Linked DNA regions of Arachis hypogaea: region 1 is linked to region 2. Evidence: chromatin contacts called from public Hi-C data. All regions are on one chromosome and are shown on one strand. Each heading gives the region's core, a stretch centred on a gene start, on an enhancer-like site or on the middle of the called end of the contact. The rest is flanking DNA. Distances are from core to core; before and after follow the strand shown. Region 1 holds the start of LOC112771823 (anaphase-promoting complex subunit 6). Region 2 has its middle 12 kb from the start of LOC112772380.

The links. A called contact is a pair of places that touch in the nucleus more often than the background predicts.
Region 1: a Hi-C map of leaf shows a contact between it and region 2, with 2.3 times the contacts expected there. The contact joins the promoter of LOC112771823 here to the enhancer-like site in region 2. A contact is called at or near these places in 2 of 8 Hi-C or Micro-C datasets (both in leaf).

What each region holds. Positions count from the first base shown.
Region 1 is chr18:35,233,516-35,236,913 of arahy.Tifrunner.gnm2.J5K5, forward strand. LOC112771823 (anaphase-promoting complex subunit 6) reads left to right here and starts at 1,811. Exons shown (of 18, transcript XM_029295181.2): 1 at 1,811-2,089; 2 at 2,605-2,710; 3 at 3,294-3,398.
Region 2 is chr18:35,150,472-35,153,969 of arahy.Tifrunner.gnm2.J5K5, forward strand. No RefSeq gene overlaps it. Among protein-coding and RNA genes, the nearest start is that of LOC112772380, 12 kb to the left of the region's middle. Within about 2 kb of position 2,175, at least 1 of the 3 cell types and tissues checked has open chromatin away from gene starts, as enhancers often do.

The sequences.
Region 1 (3,398 bases), core at 561-3,060, 83 kb after region 2:
GCCAATGTTTAGTGTGGAGCTACAGCAGCATAGAAGATTATGCTTACAAGTTGAGTTGTTAGAATTTATTTACCCTCGTCGTTTATTCTTTTGGTTTTTGGAGGGGTAGGACTTGTAATTGAAATTCTTTTACTAAGTATATGTATATAATGCTATGTGGATATATATATATATATATATATATATATATATATATATATATATATATATCTTCGTGGTTAAGTAATTAAAAGTAAAAACTATTTTGTTTTCTTAATTAAAATTTCGGTTCGTATTAAGGTTCAATATTAAATAAAGATAGTATATAATAAAAAGGTTTAGAGGTAAGTAGCGCTCAGAGTTTTAGTATGATCATGAGGTGCTAAAAGTTAGGGTGTTATACTCGGTCTGATTCCGACTTCCTCGTTGTTTTCAATGGTGCGATGCATAAACATGCTTAGCTCTCTGTGTTATTTGAGCATCTCTGCTCGGTCTAGATAGCAAGGGTGTGAATGGTTCAGAACAATTTTTGAAATTGTCCAAAGATCGACGTCCTTCAATATATGTACGTAAATCCTGGCTGGACAGTTTATTTCGACTGAGGGGTTTGTCTTCAGAGTTGGAGATATCTTGAATTTCCACTTCCCTTCTCTACTGCATACGATTAGTTGATTCTTAATCTCATCTCCCTTTCGAATTGTGTTCCTTATTTTGATAGAAAAACCGGCAAGTTTAGAATAATCTTTGTAGAACTTTCCAGCTTCTTCCAATGTCTTGAAAGTTATCCCGACCTTTAGGACAAATTGTTCATCCACGACAAACCTGGACTACAGAATAAATCGAAAATATTATTAAAGCAAAGCCATTGTATAATACTAAATGAATCGAACATTGTCCATTATATAAATTCAAATTCGAACACCTACCTATAGAATGAACTGAAAATATAAGTCAAAGTGAAACCAATGTACAATGCTAAATGAACCAAATATTGTATATATAAAATCAAATTTAAAACACCTGCGTCTAGAATTTATAGATTATCAATTCATTCAATTCAATTCAGAATACCTGCGTCCATTCAATTCAATTCAATTCAATTTGGCAATTCTTTTCCATTCAATTCAATTTAAAATTGAATAATCCAAACCTTATCCACTTGATTTGAGCCTTAGTTAGATTACTTATTCATCGATTTTATAATCGAAGCAATCAATTTGGTCCAATTTTAATATTATAGGTACAATATTACAATTAGCTTAACAAGTATATCAAATATATGCTAAAAAAATAATAATAGAATTAACTTGACATGAAAAGCTTTTTCAACTTACATAAAAAGTTTTAGGCTCAAGTCATGAAAATAACAAAATAATTATTTCTAATAGATTATCCTTAATAAAAAATATTTAAAAAAATTGGATACCAATCTACTCTCGTATAATTTATGTATAATTATTTTTTTAAAAATATTAAAAATTACTTTTTCTCAGCTTAATAATTAGTAGATATTCCACTCCTAACTTTTGTCCATTGTTTGATTATTGGTTTGGTTTGGCAAGTTAGTTGGCAAAATCGAAATATTTCAGGGTATCATACTATAAATAATTTAAATTTAAATTATATTTCATGTTGTTTTTTTTTTTAACCCTAGCGATGCATTGATTTGATACCAATACCATAGCGTTAGCGTATGCGTACCTCTCTTTTCCCGCTCTCTCTCTCAATGTTCCTCTGAACCGGTCGGTTGGATCGGACCGGGAACCGACCGGTTCTTGTGAAACGGCGTCGTTTTCGTTATTTAAAAAGAAAAAACCCAACGTTAGCCCTCACTCACTCATCCCCCCTTCCCCTCACTCACTATCCGTCTGAACCTGAATCAAAATTCAAAATCACCCAACCAAAACCCTAGGTTCTGCCGCAGTGCCGCCGCCGTCCGTGCTGTCGGCGCCTCCGCGTCCTCTCTTGTAGCCCAGGCCCTCTCTTGTAGCTCGGCGTCCTCCTTCCCCCTGTCCCCGTCCTCCCTGGCTTCTCTCGAACTTGGAGCAGCTCGCCGCCGTGTCGCCGGTCGCCGTCGTCTCGCCGGTCGCCGTCCGTGTCTCCGTAGAAGGTTAGTAGCACTGCTTTCACTTCTTCGGGTTCTTCTCTTCCTTTTATGCTCTGTTTGCTGATTTTTGAATGTGAAATTGTGAATGGATTAATGGAAAATCAAATAATTGATTTTGTGCTGCTGCTCTTTTTTAAATTCCTGAAATTTTTGTTGAAATTTTCTTGCTACTGTTAAAAATGGAAATTAAATCATTATTGAAATTTTTGTTTAGCTTTATTGATTTCAGGTTTAGTGTGATTAGGGATTACTTGTTGCTGTTTTGTAATGTTTGTTGCTGAATGCTAAAAACGGAAATCAAATCAAATGTTGTTTGTTGCTGAATGCTGAATGCTGTTGGTAGTATTAATTTTGTGCTGCTATTAATTTTCTGGCTGTGCTGCTGCTGCTGTGGGTTTTGGTGTGCTGTTGTGTGTTTTGTGGCTCTGCTGTGTTGATCATCTTTCTCAATTGTCAATGTTCACTCTTCACTCGCGTTGTGTTGATAATCTTTCTCAATTGTCAATGTTCTTTATCAGAACTGAGAAGGAAAATGGCAATCTGAACCAGCAAAAGGATTTCCGCAGCGTCAGCGCATGCTCACACTCGCAGGAACAAGAAAACTAACTCTTTTTCTGCCCTCTGGTACCTCTTCATCTTTCCTTCTATTTCTGCACTCATTCATTGTATAGTAAGTCAACTCTTTGGATTACTGGTATAATTGAATTGGAGATTCAAGGGACACAGTTGATTCCTTAATACTGAAAATTCACCCTTAGTTTTGATCTAATTGTTTTGTTTATTAGGAACTAATAGAATCTCTTCATTGCTTTATCATTGTTGTTTTCCAAGTTATACTAGTTTCTTGTAAGAGAATTAATGCTAGCTAGTCTGGCCTTCCGTTTTGCACAAATAGGAATATGTAAATATGGCCATTTTATCAAAACTATAGTCACAATTAGGAAGTTTAATTTAATAGTATATGATGCAGATACGCCTATGGTACAGATATTTGAGAAGAAACGAAGTATTTGTACATTATAGCTTGCATATGTTGCGGAATAGGATAATAACAATTAAGAGTATTGAGTATTGATATACTTGTTATCTTTCTTTGAAATGTTACTTTCTGTATTTACTGTTTTGAACATTGTTTATAATTTTTTTTCTTTTAATATCATGTTTAAATTGGCAATCAAAATTTAATTTCTTTAACAATCAAATGCAGGTTTTGAGTAGCATAGATACCAAAAGAGTGGAAAAGAGCTTAGCTCCCCCTCAAATTTCAATTTCACATACGTAGCACACTCTCTGTTGCACTCATTTTGCTAAA
Region 2 (3,498 bases), core at 925-3,424:
AATCAATATATCACCTTTACTTCCCAAAGGTGTCCACAACCAACTTTGACCACACATCAAAGCTTCAATTATGTCTTGTTTGAGCTTTGCACGATGAGAAAAAAAATCAGAATAAACCAAATCAGAATGCACAATTAAAGTAGTCGAGCCAAATGTATGCATTCACTTTCTTTAAAATCCTATAATAGGTTGTAGAAAACTTATCAACATTACAAATTCTAAAATTTTAAGTTAGAGTATTTGCTCCTCTTGTAAATTAAAATTCGTTATTTTACTAGTTTGTTGGATATTATTTCCATGAGAAAAACAAAAGTACTTTTTCTAGAAATTTAAAAAGAAAAAAAAAAGCAAATTAGTGAAAAGGCAATCAAACCGATTTTAAGTGTACAATAATTAGAATTTTTAATTTACATACCGAAAACAAGAAAAACCTCAAAATCAAAATGCACAATTTTTCAAAACTAACCTAACAATTTTTCAACCTTAAAAAAAAAAGGAAAAAAAGAAAAACCTCAAATAAGAATGCACAATTACAAAAATCAGAATAAAATCAAAATTAAACATGCATAAAAATGATAATTCAAAGCATAAATGCACCAGAACACCATGAGCATATTTCCTTGATTAAAGAAGCCAAAATAACTTCAATTTTTTAAGCTTTATTCCAACTAAGTTAGAGAAGGTAATACACCAAACTTTGGAAACTGTTCACAGACACATTTCTCCAAAGTAATTGAGCTAAGATTATTGAATGAAGGATCTGAAATCCATCTTAGGAATGTGGAGTTAAGGTATCCATAAATCTCCAAAAGTTGTAAATTGTGATGAGGCTGAAGGAACTCAATGACATCAAAATTAACATCAACATCAAACTAAGTGCATATTTTGTTAACCAAAGAAACAGAACAGTATGTAGTTTGTGATTCTCTCCACAATTAGAACACCATGACAATTGTAAAATCAGAATAAAATCAAAATCCAGAATGCATAAGAATGATAAAGAAGCCAAAACAACTTCTACCTATAACCAATCAACAAAGAAGCCAAAACAACTTCAATTTTTCAAGCTTTTTTCCAAGTGCATATTTTGGTAACAAAGAAAACAGAACAGTTTGTGATTCAACCCAAACAAGCTGTTTCAATTACAAGTCTCATTCTCCTTTTAAGTTTTAATAAACAAACACACGGTTCTCATAGCGTAGAGTTCAATTGACATGCAATCAGAGTCAAAAATCAATCAGAACAAAAATAGAGCAACACTTAAGAGCATGAGCATTGAGCACAAAAAAATGACTTCTGAACAAAACAAACTCAGAGTAGCCATTAAAAATTCAAAAACGAAGAACAAAACATGATTTCTGAACATTGAGGAATGAGGAGTGACCACTGACCAGTGAGCAGTGAGCATTGAGGATTGTTAATATGATTTCTGAACAAAAAATAAAAAAATGAAGAACTACAGCAGTGCGCAGATCTAAAGCTAATCATTCAGTATTTGAATATGATTTCTGAAAAAAATAAAAAAAACGAAGAAGCTTCGACGAGCACGACGGACAAGAAGCCATTATCTTCGAGGGATGAGCACGACGGACGACGGCGACGAGCACGACGAGAGACGGCGGGCAAAGCGCGACTGAGCAGCGAGAAGAACGAACGAGGAACATGGGAACGAGGAGAGGGGCTGGAGCACGACGAACAGACGAAGCTTTTGGGCGCGACGGACGGCGGCGGCGGTGGAGGAGGCTAGGGTTTTTTTGGGGGAAACAGGAAGAGCTCTGTTCTTTTTGAGGGTGAAGACGTGAAGTGAAGAGAAACTGAGAGTGATGAGAGGACTCACTATGGTCTTGGAGAAGAGCTGAGGAACAGAGGAAGTGAGAACTGAGAAAAAGGTTGCTAACCCTAATTGAGTGAGTGACGGTGAGAACTGAGGTTTCTCCAAACTAACCCTAATTGCTAAAAAGTTATATATATATATATACTCCGGGGCGGGTTTAGCCTGAACCCTACCCCGCCCCGCCCCGCTCATCAACCCGCCACGATTCAGACCCGTCCCGCTCTGGGTCGGGTTCAAACCCGCCCCGACCAGGTAGGGGCGGGGCGGGTACCCGCAGGTACGGGAACTGCTGCCATCCCTATTCACACTGTCCTGCCCGTCACGATGGATCGGTTAGCCGAGTCATTCTGCATAGGCAGGGAAGTTGGCATCAGGGATTCGCAGCACCCATCAGCTCCCACCCACACCTCCTCCTGGATTTCCCAGATTTCACCGGCTTCTGGCTCGTCATACGGGACAGGTCGTCGACCAGGTAGCCAGCACACGACACCCCCTCCCACGATTATGGAATGTACCTGACTCAGTCCCAACCTTAGGTGACCCACCGGCAGCTCCTCATTCCCAGACTCAGCTTCAGTTACATCAGTATGCCACAGCTCCACCGTCCGGACCCCTCCAGCCGTATCGTGCTCAGATTCACCAGGATCCGACTGCCTAGGCGTAGATCCTCGATCATATCGACTTCAGTGCCAAGCTCAGCCTCCGCCATGTGGCACCGGGCACATGTACCACTACCAGGATCCCCACCAGAGATGATGACTATAGTTTTGTATGTACTTTAGTTGCATTAAGTTTATGTATGTACTTTAGTTGGATTAAACTTAAGTATGTACTTTTGGATTTTAGTTGGATTGTACTTTAGTTGGACTGTAGTTGTGTATATTGTTATTTATGATGGTGTTCTTCTTATGAGTATTTCTGTATATCTTACTACCGTAGTTAAGAAAAATTCACTGAATCATAAAATATTTCATTCGAGGTTAAAATATTACACATCCAAAGTTACTAGAACATAAAATATCACACTACAAAAAAAAGAACAACACAAGCCAACTACAGTAAACATAGAAGCCTAGTACGACCTAGACATCTCCCGTGGGCTGATTAGGACATCCCCTTCTTGAATGACCGACTTGCCTACACAGGCCACACCGCTTCTCATGTTGCTCGGTCTCGTCCATGTTATTCCAGAATCTGGTGGACACGGGCCTTCCAGTCGCCTTTCGACGCATGACTGGGTTAGGACGCAGCCTCGTCACATGCCACTCCGCCCACATCGACTCGTCTAAGATAGGGGAAAACTCCATCTCGTACACCTTGAACACAGCTTCCTGTTTGTACATATGATGCACATACGGGGCCCACTCAATGCTAGCTGCGGCGCACCCGGCAAGTGCCTGACGGTACGAATAGTGGAGAGATTGGAATAGGACACAATCACATGTACCTTCCAATAGCCGAACACAGAAGGAACCTCCCCCCTTCCTCGAACGGCTCTAACTCCTCCACAACAAACACAGAGACCCGCCTATCACAATGAATGACACGCATCTTCGGTATCCCTTCTTTGTTCTTCTCAATGTCGGCCAAGAGTCTCTGTGAGAATCGGCATCCAGCCGCCAGCTGTGACTGCGCCTCTCTGCCCTTACTATGTATGGACTATT